2 separate regions of the Rattus norvegicus genome follow, and region 1 is linked to region 2. Evidence: chromatin contacts called from public Hi-C data. All regions are on one chromosome and are shown on one strand. Each heading gives the region's core, a stretch centred on a gene start, on an enhancer-like site or on the middle of the called end of the contact. The rest is flanking DNA. Distances are from core to core; before and after follow the strand shown. Region 1 holds the start of Lyrm4 (LYR motif containing 4). Region 2 overlaps Tpi1l2 (triosephosphate isomerase 1 like 2).

What was found. A called contact is a pair of places that touch in the nucleus more often than the background predicts.
Region 1: a contact with region 2 is called in a Hi-C map of the A7r5 cell line, with 3 times the contacts expected there. The contact joins the promoter of Lyrm4 here to the enhancer-like site in region 2. A contact is called at or near these places in 2 of 12 Hi-C or Micro-C datasets (the A7r5 cell line and frontal cortex).

Annotation. Positions count from the first base shown.
Region 1 is chr17:28,947,803-28,954,499 of GRCr8, reverse strand. Lyrm4 (LYR motif containing 4) reads right to left here and starts at 2,588. Exons shown (of 3, transcript NM_001400908.1): 1 at 2,136-2,588. The coding sequence starts at 2,221. It overlaps Fars2 (phenylalanyl-tRNA synthetase 2, mitochondrial), which reads left to right and starts at 2,949. Exons shown (of 9, transcript NM_001013139.1): 1 at 2,949-3,034.
Region 2 is chr17:27,724,697-27,731,146 of GRCr8, reverse strand. All of the region lies in intron 1 of Tpi1l2 (triosephosphate isomerase 1 like 2), which reads left to right. Among named protein-coding and RNA genes, the nearest start is that of Ly86, 35 kb to the right of the region's middle. Within about 2 kb of position 4,441, at least 26 of the 93 cell types and tissues checked have an H3K27ac peak or open chromatin away from gene starts, as enhancers often do.

The sequences.
Region 1 (6,697 bases), core at 1,339-3,838, 1.2 Mb before region 2:
GAATTCTATGGGGGCGTTGTAAAGGCAGACTTATTTTACACGAAGCAAGTTCTACTTTCTTGGGACATAATGCTGGCAGGGTTGTCAGGTTTTGGATATCTGGAAAAAGTGACCACCAGATTCCTGTGGAAAATACATCGGTGTGAGGCACAGACTAAGAGCCTATCAGCATATAGTTGCTGTGCTGAAGCTCATTCTCTAGTTTCTGTTAGGCACAGCCTAGGTTTTTCTGTTTACTCCTACAGTTTAGGAAAACTTTAGGTGTGCTGGCTCTTAAGTCACTTCCAGATGGAAATTTAGAAATGAAAGGGCCCTTAAGAGGCTGTCTAGTCCAGTGAATTAGTTTTACCACCAGGAAAACTGAATCCTAGAGTCTCAGTAACTCCAAGGTTCCATATCCTGTGAGGGCTGCTACCTGTGTTTTATATAACTTGTTTCCAGATGTGTCCCCCAGTGTGAGCTTCTGCTTAGTCCTCGTTTATTCAGTGCCTTTTTATTTTTGAGACAGACGTCTTCTAGAGTGTAAGGACCACTCCGAGCATTTACTTCCAAGTCTCCTGTGGTCCATCACTGGTAAGCAAGTGACAACAGATATTTATGGAGACTTCCTCCAGGCGGTTTAGCGCTTATGCCCCTGTTCCTCCAAAGCCAACACCATCACACAAAACCATGTTTCATTTAACCCCGTGCTTAGTGGTATGAGGTCACTTGTCTAACCCATGTGCTGTCCTCAGTTGATATGACAACTATATTTTCTCAGCGTGTTTCTGAAATATGAATTACTGTTGGAAAGGTTGGTCGATCTGTCTACAGGCTAAAGTTGTGCATAGCCTGCCTACCACAGGGCCCGGCAGCTCAATCCCTAGAGAAGGGTGCACCCTAGAACCAGGTCTGTTTCAGGAGTTAACCGAAGAGACCCCCAGCCCATAGCCTAGTCAGTCACCCATGGGCATAATGCTTGTTAAGTAACTGAAACACTTGGGAAGTAACTGCAAACATTCATTTAACTGGGGGAAAATGACCTGGTTTCATCACATTCTTGTTCTGAGGAGTATGGTTCAATCTCGAAGGATTTAGGTAATTAATCAATAAGACATCAAATCTCAGAAAAACCCTAAAGGCTCTACAGAAATGTTGGGCCAGAAGTTTCAAAGCAGAGACTATGAAGGTGAAGGACTCAAGGTTGAGTGTTGTTGTCCTTGTTTGTGTATTGTTCTGTTTCTTGAGACAGGGTTTCTCTGTGTGGTCCGTGGTGGCCTCAATTTCAGAGTTCTACCTGCCTCTGTCTCCTTCCCCAGTGCTGGGGTGAAAGGTGTGTACCAGAACCACATGGCAAGTATAAGGGGTTCATACACACGTGGGACAACAGGCCAAGCATGGACAAACGGGCTGAGTTAAAATGTACGAGCTTTAGTGCATGAAAGTGTGGTGCACACATACTACCTCATTAACATAATTTTTGTGTTTATGTATAACTTAAACTACACCCAAGATTTAAATGTTTTTGAAGAATTGATGCTCTAGTCCCCTTGTGATTTGTCCTAGACTCTAGGATCTAGAAGGAAGATCTCAGTTCGGCGAGGCAAGATCAAGTAAGAACTCAGTTTTTAAAAGCTTAGCAACAAATTTCACCTTTAACACTCCTTGTATACGTAGCCTCTCTCTACCATCCTTTAATAAGAAAGCATCTGGTACTTGGAACCAAAGTCGGGAATTAAAACACCAGTGAAATGAAAGGGGGCTGTAGGGCAAGCCTTCAGTTTTGTGGCCACGTGGTCTGGACCGACTGCTTCCACTCTTGTAATCTCAAGGCAAGTTTCATGTATGCTGTGTTTCCTTGTCCTAACTTCTCACTTCAGCTTCGCGTCCATCACTTCGAACCTCAGAAACAAGGCACAGACCAATGGTCCTAAAGCCCCTACGTGGGTGTCAGCTCAGGGAAGATGTCCCAGGACTTGAAGGGCAAGTACTTGGCTCCTCCCATCCCCGGCTCTGAGGGTCACACCTGGGGGTGGGTAGTTGCACGTGAGTGTCATAGACGTGGAGCCTGTCACTATCAAAGGTTGTGGCCGCCTGATCCGCGACCCCCACAAACAGAGTTGGGCACCCGATTCCCGGCCTTCCCCCCGGGTCACCTGTAATTGTAGGCGCTGAAATGCTTGCTCTCTCTCATCATCGCCCGGTACAGATCTAAAACTTGTGCGCGGCTGGAGGCTGCCATGTTGGAAACGAAAAAAAAAAAAAAATCAAAACCTAACAACAAAACCAAACAGGTCCTTCTTCGTAAAGGTGCCAAGTTTAACTGAACAGAAATGTCAAACGATGCAAAAAGCACGCTGGAAGGCAGGAGCAGCGGCTCGGCCTGGCTTGCGGCCTGGCACGCGCCCCGCGCGAGAGGTGGCGCCGCAGGCAGGACGGAGGGCAGCTAAGGGGAGGCGCCCGTAACTTGGACCCTCTGCGTTCCTCTCAGGCTGCCCCACCGGCAGGAGGCCAAGCCGTCCAGCCCCAGGCTCGCTCCTCCGGAGGACAGTCGGGCTCGAACACCGTGGCTCACAGCCTCCTTATCCTTCCGAACCGCCTGGGGGCGTGGCCTGGACCCTTTTGTCTCCGGACACCACGCCCCCTACACCTGCCCAGGCCCGGTTGCCTGGGTGACGAAGCGCACCCCTTAGCTCCGCCCTTGCCCGATTCGGCTGTCTTTGTCACTGCCTGACCTGCTGTGCGCGACAGCGAGGGTGACTTTGATTTGACTCGGCCTGGTTGGAAGCCTGAGGTTATAAGTGTCATCTTGGTTGGGGGACGCAGCGCCAGAGGTGCAGAGGTGACTAGTTATTGACTTCCTGGAGCACCGGCTTTTCTCTGGGCGAGCGGCACAAGGGACCTCGGGCCCGGGCCTCTTTCCGTCAAGATGGCGGCGCCCAGCGCGCACAGTGTCTGGGTAGCTTGAGGTTAAGCTCAGCGACTACCGATTGAACGTGTGGCCGCGTTGCGGACTTCGAAACACCCGCGTTTGTGTTTCCCCGGCGTAGGCTGGGTGAGTGCTGGCCTTGCTGCAGAGTTGAGGTGTCAGGTCGCCTGCTGTTATGCATTTTGCAATCGGCTGTGACTTCCATTTCCGGGATATTCATTGAAGGGGCTACACTATTTTTTGTTTTTTTTTTCTTTTTTTCTTACACTTTTTTTTTTAAATTTTTGAGACAGGGTCTCGTTTTGTAGTTCAGACTGCCTTTGAGTTCTTGGTCGCAGCTTTCCCAGTGTTGGGATTACATGTGTGGGACACCATGCACTACTTTTTTGATTAAGAGCACACAATTTAGCAGTGTGTAAAAAAAAGCTAAAAGTCTCGACTTTAAATGTCATGGTTAATTAGGGAACTCTTAGGACTTTAGGGGGTTTCTTAGGCATCCTTTCAGACCCAAGACAAGAACAGGGTTTTCCTCAGCATTTAGCTATTAGGAACCAACTTACTAAAGTAAGTTTCTTGGTTTGTTCCTTGATTTTAGGACTGTGCGAAGAGAAGTTTCCGATAATTCTGGTTATTGTGTTTGGAACGCACTTGTTAGTTTTGGGTCTTGTTTTATATTAAGATCTTGCAATGATCCATTCCTTTCATATCCCCCGCCTCTAAACACAGCAAAGAGTAATTTCTAAAGGCAACTTACCATGCCTTGTCGTTTGTTTTAGTGTATCAAGTTTTGAAACGATGCATGTTCTATTCGAAACAACTTGTGTTTTCAGGATCATTAATGCAGGGCACTTTAGTGTGTTTGCAACCTGTTGTCCTTGAATCTAAGTGTATCTACTAGTCTTGATGTAGTGGTATTCAAAGATATTCATGACACAGTGCTTTTAGAAACACTCTTAAGCCCTTGTTTGATTTTGTCTTAGTCAAAATAGATTTTTAAGTTTTAAATTTAATTTTTAAATAAAGAAAACATAACTTGCCCCACTTTTGTTCCCCTTCTGTTTGTTTGGTCCAGTCATTGACTCAAGTTTAATGAGATTCATTGAGTTTTATTTGCAACGAACGTCTTAAGTGGCTGACAACTGTAAAGTAGGTTTTCAGGTTATTACAGAGTCAGAGCTGAGCTGTGGTCTCTTGAGGTAATAACATATTGATTGCTGTTGATATAAAGTATAAGGCATGAGGAAAAATTACACATTGCAAGTTACAAATAGACAGAATTACCAGAGTGAGAAGGATGTAGAGTTTTAATTTTTTTGACTTGTCATTAAAGAGTGGTGGATACATTTTAATGTATTTTACTTTAATCTTGAAAGTGAACTAGGATAATTACTGTATGCAATTTATGCCAAATTACAAAAGAGTTAATTTCTAATGTATACAATAATTTATCTACGTGGTTTATCTTTGTGTGATCAATTGCAGCTTATAGGATATTCAGAGTTAAAATAGTTTGGGCAGTAGCTCTGTCAGCAAAAGAGCAGTTGAGAGTAGGAAACTGATAGCTTCTTAATGTTAGGTAAAATTTGTCAGAGGCTATGGATTTGGACTGGGTACTAGCATTGAACACAATCGACTAATGAGAGTTTAATCATAGTGATTAAACATTATTCAAGAGGTCCTATAATCATTTCAATAACCTACTTGTAAGCTATTGAGTAGATGATTATGTTGTTGCCAATGACATTTTCTGTAAACACTTTCAGATCACATTGTTAAGATCTATCACCTACTTGGTTTGGTTTTGGATATGTTGCCTGATTCTCATGCCATTTTGTTTTTCTTTGTTCAAATTAATGGCTGTAATATGCATGACATTAGTTAAAGCTATTCAACTCTCTCCCCTTCCCCTTTCTTTTCTATCTTAGCTGTTTTAGTACTTGCTCTGTAGATCAGGCTGAACTTAGAGGTCTACCTGTTCTTGCCTCCTGGTTATGTTCCCTTGCCAGTGGATATTGCTAGGGTGGTGAAACTTGGATCCCTGAGAATTAGGGCCATTAAGGTGGAGGTTATGTTTAGGCTGGCTCTGAAGATTCAGATTTGAGCTGGGCCTTGGGAGCAGAACATTTAGAGGCATGGAAGTGGAGGTGCTTTCTTAGAGGAGAAAGCATTCCTTTTATCTTGGAAAGAGTGGAAGGGAGACTCTCCTGAGGCTAGAGAGAATAAAACCGTAGCTTAAAGACTATGGTAGGGAATGGATTCTTTCCTTCCAGAGCTCAGGGTAAGGGCATGCAGTGAGAAGACACTAAGTCATCTGAACACTCATGTGATCTCAGGCAATTATTCTGCAAGCTGTGAGGGGACAGCTTTTACCTCGAAGGAAAGGCAAGCTGAGACAGTAGACGGTTTAGCCGGGATTGGACAGTTGAAAATGGGCCTACTGGCTGCTGGCTGAGCGTGTGTCCTGTCTAGCTGTACTGCTTGCTCTTATACTTCATACATATGGTCTTCTGTGCCAGCTTCAGGAATTTGAAATTGAATTGATTCCTCTCACTCCCTCTTGCTCTCTCTGTCTCTCTTGTGTTCTCGCTGTCTTTCTCTGTCTCTGTCTCTCTCCCTCTCTCCCTCCCTTCCTCTTGTTTTTCTGAGATAGTGTTTCTCTGTGTATCCTGGCTGACCTGTAACTCACTCTGTAGACCAACCAGGCTGGCCTCGAACCCAGAGATATACAGAGAATACCATCCTCTTTTTATTACTACATATGAAGGATAGCTGTTATGTTTTTGTGTGTCACGTGTATGAGAATGATGCACTAATCAAACTAGCTGTAATAATAATAGCTATTGACTTATTTTCTCTTACTGGGCTTTACTAGTCAGTTTACTAACATCCCATTTTAGTAATCTTTCTAAAGATAAATTTGAACTTGTGATTGACTCTTTTGAATGATGACTAAGAGTGTTCACTTCCTGTTTGTGCCTGTCAGTTGTTTACTGAAAACACTTGAGCTTTGCTGTGCTGATCCTGTTAATGTTTGTCAGTTACTGGAGAAATGCTACCTCAGAGTCTTAATGTACTTGACACTTAGTGTCTGCATTATTTCTACTTCTGGGGATCAAAGCCAGGGCCCTGTGTATTCAAGGCCAGCATTCTCCCATCGATCTATACCTTTAGCCTGTAGGTCTGTGATATTACAATAACTGATTTCTCAGTAGGATATTATGTCTTTGAAATTATACTGGAGACTCTGATTAACTAGAGAGTCCCTGCATAGAGTTCATGCATGATGCCTTTGCCACCACAGTGAATACTTTTATGTGATTTAATATTTCATAACGTATTAACCAAAACGTTTATTTGCTGAGCACAGCAGAAGAAATTTAGCTTGTAAACTTGTTATGTGTGTGCACTTGTTAGCTTGAATTAACTCATAATGTTTAAGTAATACGAGCCTTTTGTGAAGTGGATTACAGAAATATTGGCAGACAGTACTACAGAGTTAGGTTTGGTTAATGAGGATAACTTTATTGGGAAAATTATCATCATAGTAATTTTCAGAGAAACATAAGTTTAGAAGTAGTGCTATTGGAGAAAGCTTAGCATGTTGCACACTCTCTTTCTGAAGCAAGCTTGCTTTCTTTCTTTCTTTCTTTCTTTCTTTCTTTCTTTCTTTTTTTTTTCAGAGCTGGGGACCGAACCCAGGGTCTTGCGCTTGCTAGGCAAGCGCTCTACCACTGAGCTAAATCCCCAACCCCTCTTTCTGAAGTTTTTGAGACAAAGATTCCATGTGTC
Region 2 (6,450 bases), core at 3,192-5,691:
TTTAAATCCTGAAATGTGGTATGATGTGTCTTTTGCTTGCTTTGTTTTGTTCTGTTCTGTTCTGTTCTGTTCTGTTCTGTTCTGTTCTGTTCTGTTCTGTTCTGTAGAAGATACAACTTTATCTACACTGACCTGGAATTTACAGCAATCTCCTCACCTTAGCCTCCTCACTGCTGAGGTTATAGGAACTTATCACAGGGCTTCCTGGATAATTCCCACCTTCTATCCAGAGGATCTAGTTATGAAAAGCCATTTCTGGTCTAATCTCACCAGCTATGGGTCACCTTTTTCTGAGTGTTGACACATTAATTTGTAATTGAAATTGTGTTATGGGAATTTAGAGAGGCTTGCAGAGGGATCCCCTGACCTGAGTGGTTTATGTCTGGTTTCTGTGAGGTGCCTGGGGCCCTTAGGCAAACACTTGTCACGATATCTCAGCTCACTGCTAGGTCCTGCTGTCTATTTGGTTACAAACACAATCACACTCCAGAGAGCTTTCTCTTCCTCTTTCTTCAGCATTTTCTTTTCACCACAGCTTGCCAACTTCTGCCTTTGACCCCTCTCAGATCAGGGTGGAGAAAAGGAGATTGGGGGAAAATGTCATCTAAGCAGCAGAACTATCTCTGTGCCAGAATACAGCTGGACCCTCGGGGCATTTCCTGAGTGCTTCCCAAATACATCTGAAAAGGCTTTGGTGGGATTTTTCTAACTGATGAGCCATGAACAGGACTTCTTTTTTTTTTTAAAAGAAGAGTAGTTTTAGGTTCACAGAAAATCTGAAAGGAAGGCACAAGCTAACATTCAATTTAAGAAGCCAAGAATGTGATTCCTATTTGTGTATCCCCTTGGACTTTATCAACACGCCACCAGAGTAGAACATCCTTGGGCCTACAGACTTCAACTCTTAGTGTTGTGTGTTCTATGGACTTTGACTTGGTTCAACTGCAGCACCGCATCACAGAATAATTGCAATGCCCAGAAAAATTATCTGTACTTCACTAATTTACGCCTCCCTCTCTCTTAACCCTGAGAAACCTCTGTCCTTTTGTCTGTACCCATTCTTTTACCTTGTCCAGAGTTCCATATATTTAGATCATGTCATCTGTCTGGAGGCCTTTCAGACTGGCTTCTTTGACTTGTTCAAGACTTCTTTATGTCTTTGCGTGACTTCTCAACTCAGTTCTTCTCACCACTGAGTGACGCCATTACCTTCATTTAACCCCATTTTATCCATTCACTCCTTGACGGGCAACTTAACTGCTTCCACGTTTGAGCAGGTAAGACTAAACCTGCTGACAGCATCAACGGTCGGATGACTGTTTCTTGCATGAACTTAAGCTTTTACCATCTTGGGGTTCAAACCTACTACAGAGTTTGACTGTTGGATTGTGAGGCCATGCTTGTATTTGTGAGAAATTGCCAAACCATCTTCCAAAGATTGCAAGGCTTTTGACTGAAATGCCCTCAGCCTCAAAGATGGGCAAGTTTCCTTTCAGAGTCACATGGAAGGACTCCAGCATCTCCTCCACTTAAACCTCTCTGGCCAGGTCTTCACATGGCTTGGTCCGGCTCTCTCTCACATTTGGGCCACATCAGTTTCAAGAGGTAGATCTTATGATTCCCCATTGGAAGCACCACAAGCTGACAAGGCAGCAACTACCCGCTATTCCACATCACAAGCCTCTGGCCCTCTGGATTACTTGTCCAGCATTAGATACTATGGATTAAATATAATACCTTCTGTGGTGTTCAAATATGTCATCTTCCTCCAGGAAAGCTGGGGGTGATTGCAGAGGGATATATAACACCAGCAGAGTGTGTGTGTGTGTGTGTGTGTGTGTGTGTGTGTCCCAGCCAGAGTGGAGGCTCTTGCAGCCCACATTGCATATGGTATAAGAGCTGCAGACCTGTGTATGCTTATTCTGATGGACTGGTTTTTCAGGGCTCACCTGACAATGAGGACTTCATAAAGTTCCTCGTCCTCGGCAGCCAGAACTGTATGCTATGCCTACCCAGAACTATAAGCACGCCAGCATCTTGGCTTAGCTTTTAAGCCTCTTGACAGCTGCTTTTATTTGGTTTCTTGGCATCTCACTCTTCACGTGCACAGCTTAAAGACTGAGAAATGGTTTGGAGAGAAATCGCACACAGACTCCATTTCCTTTGGTTTCTGTCTCTCTGTGTTTATGGTCCATCAAGTCCTGGCAACCTTGCATCCTGAACTCCAATTTTTTTGACGCAGACAAGCAAGGAGCTGTCATTCTGTTTTGAGTCTATACCCCAGAGGCCTGTGCATGACTCAGCAAATGCTCCCAGGGCACAAGAGGAGCTCTGAAGGACTCACTTGAATGCATTGCCTTCCTCTGCCATTCTGGTCCCTCTAGAGCCCTGCTTCTTTGACGGCTCTCTGATGCTCTCAAGCTACTAGTTCATACTTTTTTAATTCAGCCTTTGGTTTTTTAGTACAAGGCTTTTTCTGCTCTCCTCCTTCAGAGCCAGAAATGGAAGCCCTCCCTCTCTGTTTTTCCCCCAAGAAATAAAGCAGGTGGCACATTCTCTTATTTGATAAAAATGTCTTTCTGGTGGCTTTAAATGTGAAAGCTAATTTAACAAACAGCAAACATTCGCGGTTCACAAATAACACCTTTTCTTTAAAAAGGAAAAAAAAATCTGTAGCTTTTGCTCTGTCTTTAATTTGGCCACTTAACGTTTCAGAGGGAAACTCTAATGTAGGCTCAGTTTTTTGATCTTTGTAGCAGGTATAACAGGTGTTAAAATTAATTCAATTAAACCGAGCAAAACAACGGGAAAGCATGCGATAAACTACCAGGTTCTGCACAGGTTTTCAGAGTAGAAGGTGGCAAGGAATTGCACAGTCCTAGAACCCCAGGCACAGCCACTGAGGAAAAAAGGTTGGTAAGGGGATGAGTATGGGTGAGGATACTCTGGGGGGCGGGAGGAGGCGGGGAGAGGGTGCAGAGGAGGATGCTGGGAGTGCTGGATCTCACAACTTCCTTCCCACCAGCTGTTTCACTTCCGCATTGGGAGGCGAACTGAGAAACCTCTTCAGGTACCTTGAGATGTTTTCACCTTTTCCTTTCTTCAGGCAGAGTCATATACCACTCAGCCAGATCCGAAACTCTGCCTTTAACCACACATAGCTGGGATCTGCCTAGAACACTGCCTTTAAGGCCTTGTTCCCCACCCTCCACCTTCTAGATGTGGGCATTTCAGTCAGGAGCCACTATGCCCTGCTCCACTTTAAGATTAAGGGAATTTTCCTGCTATGATCTCTATTTGTCAGTGTTTATTGAATGACTGTGCTCACAAAAAATAAAAAGAATACATGGTCTCAATGAAATGAAGTCTGCACAGGAAAAAACTAAGGAAAAAGTATAAGGAAATATAGCAAAATTGTAACTCTGGGTGAATATTTTTAATTATTTCACCCAAATTTAGGAATATGTGCATTACCTTTAAAAAAAACCTGTATTTCTAGATCATCTCCATACATAACAGTATGCATAGTATATTTAAGTGTGTGTTTTTAACTTAGTTATGCAAAAACAATCCATGTAATAAAAAGATCTGGTACAGCCCTCCCTCTTTCCCCCACTCCCCTCCCCCCACACCCACTCAGGAACAAAAAGCCCCTCAGTGTTCTTATCTGATAGTGATTTCCCCTGATATATCTGTACCAAATTTTTATAAAAGAAGGGCTTAAGAAAAAAAGACCAGCTTCCGATCTGCGATAGGCCTACTCATGTGTTGGGTAGATCTAGGAACGCACACACCTTGCACCCCTGTGCCTCTGTTCCCCTCCAGAACTCAAAGTTAGACCCCGCCCTCATTCTTCCTCTTCCTGTGCCCAGGTGTTGGACTCCTTTCCTTTCAACTTATCCTTTCCCCACGTCTCTCCCTGCACCCGGGTCTCACTAATACACAGCCCAACTAACCTGGCCCTTGGCCCACATTGGACTGTTTCCTGTCCATTTTGTTAGCCTATCCCGGCAGAGGCCTGCAAGTTCCTGGAGGTCAGGGTGTGAGCATCTTTGTGCTCCTTTTCCAGGCAGAGCCCAGGCAGGTAGGTTGTCTACACATGCTATTAAACTTAAACTAGATAGGCGCTTTTCCTCACCCTGCCTTCTTCCCCACTTGCCCAAGGCTTCGAAATCAAACAAAGCCAAAAGGACCAGGAAACGCCCTGGAGGAGGAGGGGACCTGGGACCCGAGTCTCCTGTCTATCAGTAATTAGAGAGGTGGGGGAGGGGCTGTCCTTGGCACAGACAGGTCCTTAATGGCTGCTGCCCCAGAAACTGCCTTCAGATCGACAGCCAAGGGAATCGCGATGAAAAATTCATCAGCTTCTTTCTTTCCGCGGCCCAGCTGCGCCTAGTGGATGACCTCGGCGGGGGCAAGCCCGCTGTGAGTCACACCGTCTGGCCGCTTCGAGGGGGCCCAGCGCAGGCCAGCAGGGAGCACTGCACCGCTGGGCTGTGTGCATGAACCATGAACACATCCCTATGAGGCATAGACGGGACCACCGAGGTTTGGCTGCTGGGGACCAAAGACAATCCTTCTCCGACCTTTTGGTACAAGCTACTGGGAGCCAGCCAGAGGGTCACTCTGTAAACAGGCGCCTGCGTCCACCTTACCCATGTATTAAAGTATGTACACACTGCCCTACACAAGGCAGGACCTGTTTTCGAAGCAATACCAATTAGGTGGGCACCTGGGATCCCCTGTAATTGTAAAAATTCTAACCCTGACGACTGGTCCTCCTAAGTAGGCCTTACTTTCATGCCACCACCTCCAACCTTTCCTGGCCCCAAGCTCCCTCCTGAAGTTCTGGATGGGGTAGAACTCCAGGAGCCAACGCTACAGAACTGGGGTGGCCAGGGAGGATGACAGGAACCAGAGTTGGGGAAATGCCACTAAGTCGCAGGTTTCTGGAGGCCTCTCCAGCCCCTGCCATCTGGGCACTGCACAGACAGACGCTGCGTGGGTCCCTGGAGCTTGCCACCTCCGCGCCACACTGCCAGCCCTGCCTCTGCGGCTGCAGGAAAGCTCCACGTCCGAGATTGCTGGACTGTGGGTGGGGGGTGGGGAGCGGGAAGCGGGACTAAGCGCGGGAGGGGGTGCGCTCCTGGACTCTGCATTTTAAAGTTGTTTTCTTGCAATCAAACTTTAATAAGCACAAATGTCTGGCCTGCGGACCATACAATGTGGTGAGATGCCATGTTGGCCTCTTTGGAATCCGCAGCGTTTTTTGTGCTGTTCTGCGGGGGAATCAAATGTGGTGATTAGGAAAGTTTTATATTCAGGTCAGGCTTCCCCAGGACTAGAGAATGGGCTAGATCTTAGGCCAACATCGCCATCTGGTGGTAAAATCGAGGGACTCGAGCAGGTGTAGGGAGACCAGAAGGAATGATGTCATGGTCTGCAATGTTTTCTTGAGGGGAGGGATGCTGGCTGGCTACGGAACTAGTATTGCCTGATGCATTATTCCTCGGGTTTTGAGTTTTGCTGTATTCACGAGTGAATCACCAAGTAAGCAAGGGTTCTTCCTAGAACTAATACCTTCTGTTTCGCCCCGTTGCAGAATTAATTGAATTTAAACCTAAAAGAGCCAATGACTTTGACAGCCTTGAAGCAGGACTCCTTATATGATCTAAGTTGGTCACTTGACAGCCCCTCCCGAGGTGTTTCTCCCTCCGGAACTCAACTGCAGAATTATTCGTGTGTTCAGAGTGTGCTTACATTCTTCTAAGTTTCCATTCCTTCAAGCCTGAGGAACAGACTTCACACTACCTCTAAATATAGGGATCCATCCTCAGTAGCATCTCCCTGGCTACCTTAGTCAGTCCTCTTTTCTTTCCTTCACCAGGTCTGGATAGAAAGGCCAGCTCCCAGCTCCTTTGTGCTTCTGTCCTCAGTGTCCCTCTACCCTTTGCCCCTCTAGCCAACATCTGGCTGCAAGCACCTTTCTGCCTTTCCCTGCATCCCACCCAAGTCTAAGAAGAAAAGGTGGCCTGTGGTCGCTGAAGGGGCTGGCTGCACATCTTAAGATTCAGGTGAGTCCGCAATGCAGCTTAATTGTGAGCCAGTGTTGATTCCTGCACTGCAGATCTTCTCGGTTGTCTTCTCCTCTTTGGCTTTTTGTCTGTACAATACTTGGCTATTTCAGAAGCAAACCCTCCCACTTTCCAGACACTCTCGCTTCCTCAGTGTTGGCTCTTCTACCTTAAAGTAGTTGTGTCATCGTCTAGTCTTTTTATTCTCTTTTACTTCTGAGGAGGAGAAAAACAAACAAACCTTTTTATCTTTTCCAAACTCAGTGCATCTGCTTTTACCTGCAATGTAGAACTACTGACTGCAAGTAAACGGGGTGGGGGAGAAGAAGCCCCTAAGAAAATGTACAAAAGAACTTCTCTGAAGAATGAATAAAAA